Linked DNA regions of Zea mays: region 1 is linked to region 2. The links are chromatin contacts, called in public Hi-C maps. All regions are on one chromosome and are shown on one strand. Each heading gives the region's core, a stretch centred on a gene start, on an enhancer-like site or on the middle of the called end of the contact. The rest is flanking DNA. Distances are from core to core; before and after follow the strand shown. Region 1 holds the start of LOC103644231. Region 2 holds the start of LOC103644229 (hepatoma-derived growth factor-related protein 2).

The links. Hi-C and Micro-C count contacts between places; a contact is called where the count stands out from the background.
Region 1: a Hi-C map of tassel shows a contact between it and region 2, with 3 times the contacts expected there. The contact joins the promoter of LOC103644231 here to the promoter of LOC103644229 in region 2. A contact is called at or near these places in 5 of 25 Hi-C or Micro-C datasets (ear, endosperm, leaf and 1 more).

The regions. Positions count from the first base shown.
Region 1 is chr1:298,526,984-298,531,937 of Zm-B73-REFERENCE-NAM-5.0, forward strand. LOC103644231 reads left to right here and starts at 1,795. Exons shown (of 9, transcript XM_008667429.3): 1 at 1,795-2,413; 2 at 2,895-3,129; 3 at 3,250-3,419; 4 at 4,504-4,646; 5 at 4,774-4,951. The coding sequence starts at 2,208.
Region 2 is chr1:298,361,970-298,366,789 of Zm-B73-REFERENCE-NAM-5.0, forward strand. LOC103644229 (hepatoma-derived growth factor-related protein 2) reads right to left here and starts at 3,074. Exons shown (of 12, transcript XM_020547017.3): 1 at 2,190-3,074; 2 at 2,035-2,089; 3 at 1,829-1,952; 4 at 1,620-1,743; 5 at 1,470-1,541; 6 at 1,331-1,390; 7 at 897-1,018; 8 at 1-463. The coding sequence starts at 2,861.

The DNA.
Region 1 (4,954 bases), core at 545-3,044, 160 kb after region 2:
TTTGTCTCTGATTCATTTCTTATCTTATGAGACTATACATTTTACTAGAGCTAAATAATACTATTGTTGGGGGTCTTCTTCTCCGCCGAAGATCCTCAAGGAAAAACACCTTCCGCAAAATAATACAAAGGCTCGTCAAAATTACTTTCAGCCTCGGTTTAGCCCCTCAAGACGAAGACTCTGCGTAGAGGCGACAACGCAGAACGCCGAAGCTCAATAGCTTCGGCCCAGACCAAGCAGAGAAGGAAAAAGGACTAGATGGACCTTATTAGTTTTAGTTGCTTGTAAACAAATGTTCGAGGACATGGATGTAATTTTACCCGGATTGCGTCTCGTGCCTATAAATAGATAAACAGTACCCCCGTACTGTTCACGCTAGATTGTAATCTCTATCACACCATTCTCGCTCTCCCGCCTTTTGGCAAACCGAAGGTATCATTGTAATATGAACATTGTTAATGTTTATTCATGTTTAATGAAGGTAATGATAAATGGATTATTGATATATAGCAATTATTACCTTTATCTCTTTGTATTCTTCTGTATTCCTTTACTTTTTTATTTATATTCATGTTTACATGATAAAATCATGAAGGTATGACCTTCATGACATTCGTCTGAAGATTATTATATCTGAGAGGAAATAATGCTTCGAAGGACGAAGACCTTTAACCATTAACAATTGTGTTGTCTTGTTCTTGATTTATAGCATTTGAGAACAAGTGAACAACAACTATTACTAAACTACAAATTTTTTTATTTTATTAATCAAGTTAATTGGTTTTTCTCCTAATTACTAATTAAATTAATTTATATTTGTTTTTAGAAGCACCTAGCAAGTAGTGATAAATGATCTTTAATTTTTTACATAGATATTATCTTAGCCAAACTAAGATATATACAAATATTTTTATAATTTTATGAGAAATTTAAATCTCAATCTATATAAAGTTATGAGAAGTATTTATGTAAATTATGGGACAAGATTCAAAGTTCTCATAAAACTATATAAATTTTTATGTATTTGAGTTTAACTAGGAAAAGATTTGTGTAAAAATTGGAGATTTGTTACTGTTTGATAAGTATTTTTTAAAATTAAATATATAATTGATTAGTAATTAGAATAAAGATCAATCAACTTAGCTAATAAAATCAATAAAAATTAGTAGTTTGATAATAGTATTATTTAGCTCTAGTAAAATTTTAGCATTAGAAGATAAGAGATTAATTGAGACAAATATATTAAACTCTTTTTATGTAGCTTTTTAGTAAATAATCTGTTAATTCTAAAATTTTAGAAAAATTAGGATAAATATAATATATAATTATCACTTTTTGTAAAATTATATAAATTTTAGACACTATAAGATAACAGTACTGAAAAGATAAAACTGAATACTACTTAAATTAGTGCTATATCATTAAAAACGTAAAAACTCGCTCAAGAGATTATTTATCTTATTTTATAAAACCGAAGAGGTTAAACAACCAATGTTAAAAATAAAAGTAAAGTTGACAGCTCTATTTTTTCTTTAGAAAATAAAAATCTTTTAAAAATGGAGTTACCAAATTAGCCACAAATATTTCTAGTTAGTATTCAAACAATATAATAACTACACTAAAGGCATGTACATATATTTAATATAGAGATTTTTGAGATGTCTAAAGAAGATTTTTGCAAAAAATCTAGAGCCTTCTCTACTTCTGTATTTATTAATAGACTATATTTATAAATATTTTATTATATAATAAAATCTTTTAATTATCTTTTGTACTTGAAGAACTATTTTGATGTCTGTTCATTGTACGTGCCCTAAGTTTTCCGCTGCAAGACAAACGAAGGAGCACCGCCTTTACAAATTGTGCGTTGGCTTTTTTGTGTTGTACAAATAGGAGATAGGACAGAACCCACCAACGTGTTGGTTATTTACCCCGTTTACCACTGAGTCCTCCGCAAGCCATTCTTCCCGACATGGCGATACCCACGGCCACGCACGCGTCAGAGATGAGGACGACGACAATCAGGATGAGGGTTTGAGCACGGACGACCCCCTCTCCATCGTCCGCTCTAATTTCTTCCTCCCCCGTCAGCAACCCTTGTAGTCTCTGCTACCGTCAGCCCGTACGCGATCAAAGCCCCGCTGCACTGCGGCCAACCGTTTCTGGCACCGGCACCGGCACCGGATCCGCCGCCTTCGTCGTCCAGGATGGCGATGATGAGCCGGACGCGGGATCTGCTGATGGAGGGGTTCGAGGGGCTGGTGCGGGATGGGTCGTTCAAGTGGGGCCTCCCCCGCCGCGGGGACACGGCCATGGACGACGGCGGCGACGACGACGGCTCCCTCTCCGTGCAGCGCTCCTCCATCGCTGGCCTTTCCTTCAAGGCCAACGCCGTCGTCGCCCGCTGCTCCCGGTAATGCCTGAGACCGAGCTTGATGCGCTTCGCCTGACGCCCTCCCTCTCTTGTGTCTCCGGAAAGGGAAATGCTCTAGGGGACTAGGATGCAGATTGTTCAAGCTCCTGCCGATGCCCAAATGTGGAAATTGATCACCAGTAAAACCCAACCCTGTTCTTCCTCCTAGCAGAATTTGTTGTTGCCACTGCTTCTATGTCTGAAAATATTTGAGGAAACATTATTGTTGTGATGAGTTAAAACCTTACATCTTACTGACCAAACCAACCTGTACACCACACATGTTGGAGCAGACACCATTCAGCTTCAGCAGGAACTAGTGCTTTGTTGCACTTGTTTTTGTAACTCAACTGGATGGATATGCCCATTTTTATTTTTAATTTAAACTGTTATCTTTTATAGTCAACATTTCTCTTGAATACGGTGTATCTGCTTGCATTAATTGTTGATCAATTTCTTTTTTGTTCCAAATATCTTTCAGAATCCTTGGCGTTTCTACCAATGATCTACAAAATAACTTTGATAAGCAAGCATCTGATTCCATAAAGCAGCCAAAAAGCTACGCAAGAAATTTTTTGGAGTACTGCTGCTTCCTGGCACTTGCTCAGATATCACAAGTGACAGGGTATCTTGCTGACAAGAGCTTTCGCCGCTTGTCTTTTGACATGATGTTAGCTTGGGAGGTTCCCTATTCTTCAAGCCAGCTCACTGTTAAGGTACTGCTTTGTTCTGTTACAGAATTAGTTAACATTCCATCATCACTCACAAGTTCTATGTTATGTCAAAGATTTATATCAGTACCTTTTGTTGTATTGAATTTCACCCCCGCTTTGCAGGCTGAGGTAGATAGCACAGTTAGCTCAGAAGCTTTTACAAGAATAGCACCTGCCATCCCAACCATTGCTGATGTAGTAACTTGTGCAAATCTCTTTGATGTACTTTCATGTTCGAGCGGAGGCCGTCTTTCATTTTCTGTATATGAGAAGTACCTTTCAGAATTGGACAGGTCACTTTCTTTACTACTATAATCATATACACATTAACTAGCTTGAATACTTGGCCTCTGACAAGTTTTGTTGACCTTTGGTTCTGTTGAAAGAGCAAAGTTGTGCCTGTACCTGGGTAAGAACGCTTGTTAGTTACTAATGTGAAGTCGTCATGAGGTATTGAAATGCAATAATAACAAAACACTACTAAATCCTAGATAATGTTATGAAATTCATATTTTGATTATTGAGCTCACGTTTCTATTGACCAAAATACACACCATTGATGAAGGGTGCATATTGTTGGCATCTATTTTGTAGTGGTACCATAAATATATGATGGTGGCATGGTGCGAAAGGGCCTCTAGCCGAGTGGTTAAGGGCTTTCGAGTAGCACCTCCAAGTCTCAGGTTCGATTCCCTCGGGGGCGAATTTTCCGGCTTGGTTAAAAATTCCCCTCGTTGTGCCTCATTCGCTCTCGGGTTACCGATTGGGCCGTTGCAGAGCGGACGGTTGACGCCGGCCCGTTAGTGATGGGAGGCCAGAGTTCGGGGATTTTCTCGGCCGGGACCAGTATTTCAGTCTCTTCTTAGCCATCCGTGGGTTGTGTGCATCCTTGAGTGCCGAGTGCCGACCCTAGGCATTATACCGGGAGGGCGGTCTTTTCCTCCCCGTCCGAGTTTTTTTTTAATATAGATGGTACATGTCACTTCTGTTGGAGATTTTTCATAGATGTACCATGGTACAGACCTTGATATAAGAATAGACTTGGATCCTTTTACAATGGTAGAAAGAGGGTTACATAGTTATTGACTGCTGTAACCTTAGCCTACAAGCCCCAGTTACCCATCGGTTAGAGAACATGGAAGTGTTAATCCATATGCATATGCTCATGTGGATGATAATTATGAATCCTTTACAATCTTAACATGTCACTTGATCATTACTCACTTTACTTCTGTCTACAATTTTTAATGGTGGAATAAAGTTCTCTACTTCTCTGACACGTTTATTATCCTATGAATATTTAATAAGTACATATAAATTTCTGTTTTATCTTGTTTGCTAAAGGAAGCACTTAGCATATGTGTTTATCTCATATAGAGCGGTTAAAAAGATGAAGACACAATCTGAGTCATCACTTCTATCAAACTTTCGGTCTCAGAGAGGAGAAAGGATTCTGGAAGTTGATGGTACATTGACAACACAACCAGTACTTGAACATGTGGGTATTTCAACGTGGCCAGGTATGAGTGGTTCATTGATGGGTTGATCAGGTTGCTGTCATGTTGATTTACTTATTAGTGAAATCACATGTTACATGTATTTGCCTTTCTTTATTCTTACATCACTGGTTTGACCCTCCTGATGCAGGAAGATTAATACTCACAGATCATGCCCTTTACTTTGAAGCTCTTCGGGTTGTTACCTATGATAAGCCCAAAGTTTATGAGCTTGCAGAAGATTTAAAGCAGGTTGTTAAACCTGAGCTGACTGGTCCATGGGGGTCACGTCTCTTTGACAAAGCCGTTATGTACAAATCAACAACCTTGTA
Region 2 (4,820 bases), core at 1,824-4,323:
GGATCCTTCCTCACAATCAGCTACATCTTCATCTTCATCTTCGTCTTCGTCTTCGTCTTCATCTTCATATGCTGATTCTTTTTGCTCCCGATGACCAAACTTCAGCCTTTGGATAACATTATTTGTTTCAGCAGCATCCTGTTGTTGAAGCCACTTTTGGTGGAGTTCATTACGCTTCTCGTGATCTACTTCTTTTTCTTCATAACCAGCTGCTATTAGGTCATTGAACACCTCGTTTTCATCGCTTCCATCATCTTCTTCATTGTCCTTAAATCTAGTCATGTCATTGTCACTATCATCCTCTTCCTCAGCTTCATCATCTAGAAAATCCTTTAAGATAGCATCATCTGGACGTGAGTTTCCTCCGATGGCTTGTTGGAGGTGTTCAAGAGTATGTACATCATTATTCTGAGCGCTTGGATCCATGTTCTCTTTATCATTATTTTCTTCGTCTTCTGATGAACTGAAGCATAAAATGCATAGCAACATGAATACTGTATGTGCATACCATACATTAGGCAGAAATGAGCTAACAACAAACAACAACAATACATATCTTTCCTCTGTTAGGTGTGCAAGTTTTTTTGTCAAAAATTCAAAACATAGAAGTCAATTAAGGGCTTCAGAACTGATTTGGGTAGTCAAAGTTGATAATACTAACATAATTCCTTCATTTAGCCATTGAAATTTAATGCCCCTGCCAGGGATAACGATCCTGTTTTCCTATCAATGAAAGGTGTAGGTTCTTCATCCTTTGTTGACCATACAAAAGTCAACACATGGCTAGGTGCAAAATAATGGACTCTGGTGCTGAAACCAATACAAATATACAATAATCCCAATGGTTGTTGTGGAAAATTGAGAATGGATGATACAAGAAAAGTATACACACTTACATTTCATCTGTACTCTCAGTAGGGCTTGAAGAAGGGGGCAGTTGACTCTGATCTACTGAATCGTTATGATTATTACTTGGCTGGGTGTTCTCGTGATTCTCTTGCAATCTATCAGAAAATTCCTGGCAGAATCGAACAATAAATTGTAGTTTGCTAAACAAGATGTTGAATATAGATAAGTATTATGAGCTCCTGATAGAATCAAACAATGAATTGTTATTTGCTAATACAGAAATTTCATCATTGCAAATGTAGTTGCATATGTAGTGTGTTTAAAGTCATTAATCTGCTTAATAAGACCGCGATCACATAATTTATAACATCTCAGATCCCTGCTTGCAATTTACTGCATGATATAGATAAATCATCCTCCTATTCTGCTGTGACAATTTATTTGCTGTAGATGGCAGCAGAATTGGATAAGGGGACAATACCTCATCTGAAGCTTTGGTACCACAGTTATAGAGATATTTCTCCTTGCAACTCAAACCATCCTGCAAGCCAGATTATTATATCAGTAATGTATTATATGGACACCGCAATGCATATTAATCTAGAGAAAGCAATGCTCACCTCATCCTCTTGAACACTATCACACCGATCAAGGCTGTGGCCATTTGCTCCAAGCTCCTTTTCAGCGCCATCCTGCAATTACAACGCCACTTTAAACTCTTTGGACACTGCATAACATAATCAAGACAAATGGATTTAATGAAAACTCACAATCCTCAAGTCTTTATCAAGTGCCACTTCTTTAGACTGAGGCACATCCAATTGCTCAGCCAAATCAACCACTGGCTCCGGAACAGCATCATTGTCATCACTGTCTTCAATAGAAGTATTTGATCTGAAATCCAAAGTAAAGAAAAGCAAACGTTGTTTAAGGTTCCTGATTGTGTGTGGGAAGTGGATTGGGATCAAATTATGGAAACCTCAGAGAGAAAAATCTGTACTTCTTCAGAACCTCCATCTTACGAAGGCGGATCTTCTCCAGGACAGATGAGATGGGCTTGTGAACTGGCTGCACAGTTGGTTTGAACGACGCCTTCCTCGTCTCTACAATGAACAAAAATGAGAACAAAGATAAAATCTCACCATCTAAATTCTACTCGCATGTGCAAATGACGTGTATGTATACCCCGCAGCAGCCTCTGTGACTCGGCATGGATCGAATCAAGCTGCGCCCTCCTTTCCTACACACATGAACCCACAGCACCACACATCAGCAAAACCGGCCAGCAACTGAACTAACCAACGGCCTGACCCAGAACGCAAAAGAGAACGGCCGGTTACCTTCTCAGATCGCTTCTTCTCCCGGGCCGACTCCATGGTCGGTGCCTCCTCTTTCCTCTTCCTCTTGCTCCTCTTCCCCTTTGCCTCCGCCCTCGCCCCCGCACCCGAAGCCACCTCCCCGTCCGCTTCGTCCATGTCGAGACGCTTCTTCGCAGACCTCTGTTCCCTCCGTAGCTCCTCGATGAGGCCGCCGCCCCCCAGTCCGTCGTCGTCGTCGTCGCCCTCACCGTCCCCTTCGGCCGGCGCGCCCAGCGGGTCCCACTGCGCGACGCCGGCGGCCCCGGAGAACAGCGGGTCGAGCCCGTCGTCCTCCTCGTCGCTGTCGTTGTCGGGGGTGACGGTCGGCTGCAGCGGCGGCGACACGGGGGCGGGAGAGGGATGCGGTAGCGGAGTCGGGGCATCCGCATCTGGCGGCGTCGGCGGGTGTGGGGAGGTGTCGCGGGAAGGGAACGCCAGGGTTTCCTCGCCCGGCGTCGCCTCCGCCAGCAGCGGCGGAGGCGGAGGCGACAAAGGCGGAGGCGGGGAGCCGACATGAGGGCTGGTGGTAGTGGCGGTGGTGGCGGTGGCTTGGGAGGAGGATTTCTTGAGACGCTTGAGGCGACGAGGCGGGGACGCGACGGGGGACGGTGGGAGCGCCAGGAGCTCCGCCTCGTCGAACGGCTCCGTGTCCATAGCGCCGCCCGCGTCCTCTCCTCCCGGGATTTCGGCGAGTCGAGGTCGGGGAGCGGCGAGGCGAACGGGAATGAGGATGGGTGGATTGGAAAAGCTGTGACGGTTAGATTTTACTTGAGATGGGAGGAGGGAGCCGTAGGCGCGGGAGAATGTTCGAGTTTTGCAAGGTTCGCGCGAGTTTTTCGGTTTTCCTAGTTTCTCCGGCCTTCTTCTTTCCCCTACTGCGGGCCTGCGGGCTGCGTTTGTGTTTTTAGCGGGATCCGATCAGCCGAGGTCGGCTTGGTGCGGCTTAGTCCTATTGGGCTCGTGAGCCGGTTTGCCAACCGCAACAATAAATTAAATTTAAAACATAAATTATATCACTAGATCCTAAAAATATTTTAAACTATATCTATAATTAAATCCAAAAAAATAAAAAATAAATCAATAATCATAACATATCATTACATGATATGGTTAGAGGTGACAATTGACTCTAAATTTTACATTATAAGATTTAAGAATCGAATCAGATTAAGATCGGGTCTTATTTCTTTCTTTTTTAACTAAAATTTGTTTATGGCCCTACTATTTTGTGAAGAACCATTTGGATCACGATCTATTACCACCCATATATATATGACAGGCTTGCGAGCCGGCTCGGACTCGTTGTTTGAGCGATCCATAGAGGTAGAGCCGTGTCGGGGACCATAATTAGGGGTACCCTCAAGGCTCCTAATTCTCAGCTGGTAACCCCCATCAGCACAAAACTGCAAAGGCCTGATGGACGCGATTAAGTCAGGGATCAGTCCATTCGAGGGATTCGATCACGCCTCGCCCGAGCCTAGCCTCGGACAAGGGCAGCCGACCCCGGAGGATTTCCGTCTCGCCCGAGGCCCCCCTCCAGCGGCGAACATATTCCCGGCTCGCCCGAGCCCCTGTCTTCGCCAAGAAGCAACCCTGACCAAATTGTCGCACCGACCGACCAAATCGCAGGAGCATTTAATGCAAAGGTGGCCTGACACCTTTATCCTGACGCGCGCCCCCCCAGCCGGCAGAGCCGAAGTGACCGCCGTCACTTCGCCGCTCCACTGACCAGCCTGACAGAAGGACAGCGCCGCCTGCGCCACTCCGACTGCGGTGCCACTTGACAGAGTGAGACTGACAGGCAGTCAGGCCCGGCCGAAGGCACCATAGGAAGCTCCGCTCCGCCCGACCCAGGGCTCAGACTCGGGCTAAGCCCCGGAAGACGGCGAACTCCGCTCCGCCCGACCCAGGGCTCGGACTCGGGCTAAGCCCCGGAAGACGGCGAACTCCGCTCCGTCCGACCCAGGGCTCGGACTCGGGCTAATTCCCGGAAGACGGCGAACTCCGCTCCGCCCGACCCAGGGCTCGGACTTGGGCTCAGCCCCGGAAGATGGCGAACTCCGCTCCGCCCGACCCAGGGCTCGGACTTGGGCTCAGCCCCAGAAGACGGCGAACTCCGCTCCACCCGACCCCAGGGCTCGGACTCTGCCCTGGCCTCAGCTGGCGGCCTCCGCCTCGCCCGACCCAGGGGCTCGGACTCAACCTCGGCCACGGAAGACAGACTCGACCTCGGCTTCGGAGGAGCTTCCACATCGCCCAACCTAGGGCGCAGACCAGTCACGTCAACAGGAGGTGCCATCATCACTAGAGATGGCAATGGGTACAAACCCGTTGGGTTTTACCGTCCCAGACCCGTACCCGTGAAAAATATCTATGCCCATTAAAAAACCCATGCCCATGACGGGTTTGAGATTTTGCCCAAACCCATACCCATCGGGTTTACGGGTACCCATGAGTTACCCGCGGGTTTCATCTCCAATATACTTGTTCTTCTCATAATCAATAAGTATCGTAATGATTAATAATATCATGATCCAAAATTTATGTAATGAACAACGAGTTCATGATTTGGTATAAAATTTATTAGTAGAGAGAATGAAATACAAATAATAA